Regions from separate parts of the Sus scrofa genome. Here region 2 is linked to region 1. Evidence: chromatin contacts called from public HiChIP or PLAC-seq data. All regions are on one chromosome and are shown on one strand. The core of a region is the stretch at or near the end of the contact, and the rest is flanking DNA. Distances in the headings are between cores, read along the strand shown. Region 1 overlaps EDNRB (endothelin receptor type B). Region 2 overlaps LOC110255833 (a long non-coding RNA gene).

What was found. HiChIP or PLAC-seq counts read pairs in DNA pulled down with a chosen protein or histone mark.
Region 2: a contact with region 1 is called in an H3K27ac HiChIP or PLAC-seq map of alveolar macrophages. The contact joins two enhancer-like sites. A contact is called at or near these places in 3 of 47 Hi-C or Micro-C datasets (liver, psoas muscle and retroperitoneal adipose tissue) and 1 of 2 datasets of contacts at active chromatin or transcription factors (alveolar macrophages).

The regions. Positions count from the first base shown.
Region 1 is chr11:50,078,324-50,081,836 of Sscrofa11.1, forward strand. EDNRB (endothelin receptor type B) reads right to left here. Exons shown (of 7, transcript NM_001038002.1): 4 at 1,761-1,910; 5 at 1,227-1,360; 6 at 285-393. Among named protein-coding and RNA genes, the nearest start is that of EDNRB, 22 kb to the right of the region's middle. Within about 2 kb of position 1,563, at least 1 of the 83 cell types and tissues checked has an H3K27ac peak or open chromatin away from gene starts, as enhancers often do. A contact at or near this core is called in alveolar macrophages, where this site is marked.
Region 2 is chr11:50,235,101-50,238,613 of Sscrofa11.1, forward strand. LOC110255833 (a long non-coding RNA gene) reads left to right here. Exons shown (of 4, transcript XR_002336703.1): 2 at 254-319. Among named protein-coding and RNA genes, the nearest start is that of EDNRB, 140 kb to the left of the region's middle. Within about 2 kb of position 1,926, at least 7 of the 83 cell types and tissues checked have an H3K27ac peak or open chromatin away from gene starts, as enhancers often do. A contact at or near this core is called in alveolar macrophages, where this site is marked.

The DNA.
Region 1 (3,513 bases), core at 313-2,812:
CTGTCAGACCTCAATGCGTGTAATTTTTATTAGTTTTCCGAGTAACTGTATGAGTCAAACTGATTGATTGGAGAAGCAGGGCATGCTTGACAAGGATTTGTAGGCAGAAATCAGCTACAGAGATGAATGAGCAAAAGTGTTTGTAAAAGATCACCTACCATGTAATACAAGAGACAACTATAAAAAAGTTTACTAGATCTCTCTAGACAGAAATGCTAATAGTTTGGAGAGGTTATATTTGATGTCAGATTAAAAAGGGCTTTTATTTTTGAATATGCTCTTACCTTAAAGCAGTTTTTGAATCTTTTGCTCACCAAATACAGAGCTATTGGATTAATACAGGAATTCAGGGACGCCATGTTGATGCCAATGTAATCCAATACCAACAAAAAGCTACAAAAAAATAATACAAGACATGCTTATTAAAAAAAAATACTGCTATGGGAGTTCACATCGTGGCTCAGTGGTTAATGAATCTGACTAGGAACCATGAGGTTGTGGGTTTGATCCCTGGCCTCGCTCAGGGGGTTAAGGATCCAGCGTTGCTGTGATCTGTGGTGTAGGTCACAGACGGGGTTCAGATCTGGCGTTGCTGTGGCTCTGGCATATAGGCCGGCAGCTACATCTCCGATTCTATGCCTACCTTGGAAACCTCCATATGCCATGGGAGCAGGCCCAGAAAAGGCAAAAAAAAAAAAAAAGACAATAAAAAAAATACTGCTCTAAGCATGTATTTTTTGCAGACTTTTGTGAAGAAAAAAAATTACTCCTATATAATGGTGTCGGCTTTATCACTAGTGTTTGCTGATAATGAGCCAGCCATTATCTTTTTGTCTGTCTTTTTGTCTCTCTTATTCTCTGTTCCTGTCATCGCCCCACCCCCATTTATGCCCCCATGCCCAGTTTTCCCTTTTTAAAATAAAATCTCTTTTGGAAATGCTGAGGCTGGCTGAAAAGAAAGGATTTACCAAGGGCAAAGGAGACCTGCTATTTTCAAACATGCTGCTCACTCATCATTTGGACAACGCTGGCTCTCCATTCCCAGTGTTCTCATAAGTCCCCTTTATTTCTCCCTCAAAAATAGGAGTACAGGTAAAAATGAGCATCTTAATTGCTCCCTAAGGATGAGAAAAATGGTACCCTCTCTTCCTGCTAGTGAAAGAAGTCAATGAAAAAACTTCTGAATGGCATTTATTTAACAACTATTTCTATTTTACCTTTCTTACCTCAAAAGTTCACATCTATTCGAATCATTTTGATCATACAGAGTGAGCTTCAAAATCCTGCTGAGATGAAGGGGAAGCCAACACAGGGCAAAGACAAGGACCAGGCAAAATACGGTTTTGGCCACTTCCCGTCTCTGAAATAAAACCATAGTCAGACACTTGAATAGGTGGGTCATTATAATCACATGGTTGTCTCTTTCCAAATAAAATGTTTAATATTTTTTTACAATGTCAGTGGCATTTGAAAAAATTCAGGACACTGGGTTTTAAATTGCATAGTCAATCTGACTTAGAACAAAAATGATTCAAGGTTCATCTTTGAAAAGTAGTTTCTCTTTTTGTTTCCTTTTAGATTATACAGAACATCTCCAGTTAGATGATGTAGAAAACAGGGTTTGTATATCACAATACCAGAACAAGAAAAAGGAAGTATGTTCTGGTGTATGCTAATTTTAATTTATGATCATCATAGTAATTTTCATATTCATAATCAGGATTGTAATAATGAGTCAGCAAATACTTCTATTTCCTTACCTGCTTTAAGTGATCATTTAAAGCAATTTGCATGCCACTCTTCTTTCTCAGCATTTCACAGGTCATCAGGGTATAAAAAAATGCAGTGATGGCTAGTGGCAAGCAGAAATAGAAACTGAATAGCCACCAATCTTTAGCTGTCTTGTAAAACTATGAGGAAGAGAGAACATTATCATTAATATTCCTCCGTCAGAAAATTTTATACACTAAAGGTTAAACTAAAAACTTATTCATAATTATCTCCTAAAGTGGATCAATTTTATAAATACTATGTAGAATCTTTCAGGCCATTTCTACTGAATAAATAAATAACTTAAACGCAGTAAACTTTTCCTGAAAAGCATTTCAATTCTCTAAGGCAGTGTGCTATCATGACACATAAAAATGTAAGCAATTAGGCAAAATTTAAAATAATTGGTAATTTAAATATTTTTGTCTTCACGTAACCAAGTTAGCCTTGAGGGATTATTTGTGTGAAAGACCACATCCAAATGTGTAAAGATATCCTAGTGTTTAAGGGAGGTTCTCACTTTTCATTTATTTATTTATTTTTTTTGCTTTTTGCTTTTCAGGGCCATACCCTTGGCATATGGAGGTTCCCATCCTAGGGGTGGAATCAGAGCCGCAGCTGCTGGCCTACACCACAGCCACAGCAACGTGGGATCCGAGGGGAATCCTTGACCTACACCACAGCTCACAGCAGCGCTGAGTCCTTAACCCACTGAGCAAGGTCAGGGATTGAACCCACATCCTCATGGATACTAGTTGGGTTCGTAACCCACTGAGTCACAATGGGAACTCCAGGTTTTCACTTTTTAACAAGTTTATTTCATGGGAAAACAGGTATGAAGATTCTGTAGTAATCATTTAGCTCAGTAAAGTATATATATAACCTATTAATTAAAAACCCAAGCTGCTTATGACATGCCTTTTCTCTTTTTCTTTTTCTGTTCTTTTTTTTTTTACTTTAAATTCTTGTTCCAGATACGTCTGTGTTGGAGCAGAGTTTATGTAATCTGTGCAACACTTTTCTCTTTTAACTAAATAGAAACAAGAAAACAGCAACCTCATTCTCAATTTCACATTCATGCCCCTCTTTATTCTTTTAATTACTATGATCTATACATATATTCATAAGTCTTATGTAGTCTCCTTATATGTAAACTAGAAATATCATTGGTGACACTTGGACTAGCTTACCCTTACATTAACTCCTCTTAACCCATTCTGCTGGGAAGCATCCTTTTTTTTTTTTTCTTTTTAGGGCCGCACCCATGGCATATGGAGGTTCCCAGGCTAGGGGTTGCATCCGAGCTACAGCTGCCAGCCTACACCACAGTAATGTGGCACCTGAGCCACGTCTGAAAACTACACCACAGCTTATGACAATGCCAGGTCTCTAACCCACTGAGCAAAGCCAGGGATGGAACCACATCCTCGTGGACCCTAGTCAGGTACATTAACTGCTGAGCTACAAAGGGAACTCCTGGGAAGCATCTTTTACACTTAGGATCTCTTCTTTTGATGACCAGCATTGCCATCCTTTTCCTTTCTTTCTTTCTTTCTTTTCTTTTTTTTTTTTTCTTCTTGTCTTTTTGTCTTTTCTAGGGCTGCTCCCATGGCATATGGAGGTTCCCAGGCTAGGGGTCTATTCGGAGCTGTAGCCACTGGCCTACACCAGAGCCACAGGAACGCGGGATCCGAACCATGTCTGCAACCTACACCACAGCTCACGGCAACACTGGATCCTTAA
Region 2 (3,513 bases), core at 676-3,175, 160 kb after region 1:
ACTATCCAGGGTCGGAGAAAAAATATGGCCAACATCTTGACCCCGTGGATCCCAGGAAAAACTCTTGTTACTCATCAGCACTCTGTTTGGAAACAGGCATAATTTAGAACTGGCTCGAGGAAGACTATTAAACACTAGGACAACTATCAGGCCTGCAGAACTGAGATGCTAGTCTAGACGCTTTGGGTAGATTTTTGCCTGGAACAATGTTGTTGACTTTGAAATTAATCTTTTTAATCCTTGCCTATTACAGATGAAGAAATTAAGGCCCAGGAAGCTGAAGTGTTTCTCAAAGATCAGACCATTATCTGAGAGAGAGGTAAGAACTACAACCCTGCTTTTAATGATAGACATCATATCATAATACTAGGCTGCCTCATAACTGAGTAATGCAGTCTTCACTTTGGCAGCATTTTCTAGTGTTACCGTATTTTGGGTTCCTCCCTACTTAATTTTACCCCAGTATGTGTGACATTACAAGTCACTGCCCTCGCAATATTGCATACCAGGAAATCTAAAATGATTGTTTGTACTTGAACTGGTGGAAGTCAAAGAAGGAGAGAAAAAAGTAGCCTGTCTTCTAAGCCTTGGATGGTCATGATGGAGTAACTTTACTGGACAAACAGCGATAGAAATTAATTCACCACTCACTGATCGAATGTTCAATGGGTTTGTGTCTACACACTGTAGATAGTGAAGAAGAGAAAAAATAACAGTATGGGAATTTCAACATTTTATTTTAGTTTATTTATAATTTTTTTGGAGTATAGTTGACTTACAAAGTTGTGTGAGTTTCAGGTGTACAACAAAGTAAATCAGTTACACACACACACACACACACACATCCCTTTCCTTTTCAAATTCTTTTCCCATATAGGTTATTACACAGTATTGAGTAGATTACCCTGTGCTGTACAGTAGATCCTGTTATATATCTTTTATACATAGTAGCGTGTACGTGTCAATCCCAATCCCCAAGTGCCCCCCAAGTGTCTTTTTTTGTAACCGTAAAATTTTGGCTTCAAAATCTTTGGGTGTCTGTTTTGTAAGTTCTTTTGTATCATTTTTTATTTGACTCTACATATTAGTGAGCTCATATGATATTTGTCTTTTTCTGTCTGACTTATTTGACTTAGTATGATAATTTCTAGGTCCATCCATGTTCCTGCAAATGGCAGTATTTTATTTCTTTTTTATGGCTGAGTAATATTCCGTTGTATATATGTACCTCGTTTTATTTATAAATGATTTAAAAATGAAAAACAAAAGTTTCTGTAAGAGATTAAATGTACAGACAATGGCCAGGCCAAATATAGAATAGAGCTCTGACTCACAGTCTGTACCATAGTCAGCTCAGGAAACCAAACCACAAGGTCTGTAGCAATTAGTCCCAAACAACCAGGACTTGTTCAGTTAAAGGTCATGTCCTCAATTTTTGTCACTTCTTCCACCATAAAATCAACCAGATAAAGCCAAATATGCTCCCCAAACCAATCACTTAGGATGTCCTGCTTCTAGTTAGCCCACATCCAGCTTCCCCATTTCAAAAACCTACAGAGTATACCTGAAACCTTCCTTTTTTTTTTTATCAGAAAACTTCCCCTCTCCCCTGCCTGCTTCTAAGTCTCTGCCAAATGCTAGTGATGGTGGCTGACTCCCTTGCTCTGTCAAGTTCAGCATATTCTGTTTCGATGGTCTTTATTTATTTCTACACCTGAAGGATGCAGTGGTTTCTTATTGCAGCTGCCTGATCCATCTATATTTGTCTTGTTTTAGTTATCACGAAATTTGTAATTTCAGTTAGAAGAGGGAGGGTTTTATTTGAAACAGTATGTGGTGTTTAGAATCTGGCTGGACTGGCAGAGGTCAGAGGTGCTTGTGCCCTGGATGTCTGGCCACTTCCTAGGAGATTTGGGAAGTCCAGAGTCCCTTGTGTAAACTTCCTCTGCCCCAGGCTTCTCTCTAATGAAAACGAAAGGGAACACCCATCCTCAGATAAGGCAAGTAAATAGTCCATTGTTTGGTCTAAATTTAAGAGTATCTTAAGAGCTTTTATAGGTACTCTTATCTCCTTAATATTTCTGAGATGGCTCCTAGGCTTTAAGGGTGGGAAAATAAACACTAGGCATTGTGCTTCCAAAAGGGTAGAGCAGGAAGAGTTGGGAGCAAGGCAGGCCTTCCTGGGAGGTAAGATGTCCTCAGGCTTAAGTAGAGGCCAGGATGCTTTTCACGACAGTAGGAATTTCCCCATATTTCCAGCTTTAGTACTACTTAATATAGTGGTCCATTGGTATGAGGGGATGGGGAGGTTGATTCCAGGGCCCTCCGCAGTCCCCCTATACCCAAATCCCCGGATGCTGACATCCCTTTTATAAAATGGCATATTTGCATATAACCTACAAATATTCTCCCATAAACTTAATTTTTGAAATTTAATTTAAATTTTTATTAGGGGTGTTCCCATTGTGACCCAGTGATTAACAAACCTGACTAGTGTCCATGAGGACGCGAGTTCCATCCCTGGCCTTGCTCAGTGGGTTAAGGATCCCGTGTTGCTGTGAGCTGTGGTGTATGTGGGTAGTGGTCTCGGCTTGGATCCTGAATGTTGCTGTGGCTGTTGCCTAGGCTGGGAATCTCCATATGCCCTAGCAGCAACCCTGGGAAAAAAAAAAAAAAAAAAAAAAAAAAAAAAAAAGGCAAAAAAATTTTATTAGGGCAGAAAAAAGAAAAGGAATACTCCTTTTCATTTAAAAAAGTACATCAAAAACTAAAAAAGTCAACCCCAAAAACAAACATTCTAAGAGTTTTCTAGGTGTCAAGTGTTGTTAAATTTCTGCCACATACTTTAAATCATCTCTAGATTACTTATAATAACTAATGCAATGTAAATGCTATGTAAATAGTTGTCAGCATGTGGAAAATTCAAATTTTTCTTTTTGGAACTTTCTGGAATTTTTTTTTTTTTTTAATTTTTCCCTGCCTGCAGTTGGTTCAGTCCATGGATGTGGAACCCTCAGATACAGAGGGCTGAATTGTTACTGCTTTTGGTGTAAGTACATCGAAAGGGAGGAATCAATTTCTAAATGGATGCTACTGTGTAATTACTAAAGGAATTCAAGATAGAAATATAAAGGTTCTAACAGATGGCAAGTCGCAGTATAATTGCAACCCCAGTATTGATTATGTTAGGAACATACGAAATTTTTACAAGGCCTCCCAACTTCTGATAGGGCTAGAGTGCATTGGGGCAGTTCATAATGGAAGGATTTCCTCAGAAAACCAAGGCAGACAGAGTGGGCTCTCTGACACTAAAAGACAGCCTAAGAGGCTGGCAGCACCTGAGAGGTCCTTGTATACACATTATTTTCCCTTTCCTCACTAATTGAGTGTCAATTTTGGAATGCTTTTTTTTTTTTTTTTTTTTTTTGTCGTTCTTTTGGGGCTGTACCCAAGGCATATGGAGGTTCCCAGGCTAGGGGTCGAATTGGAGCTGCAGCCTCCGGCCTACACCAC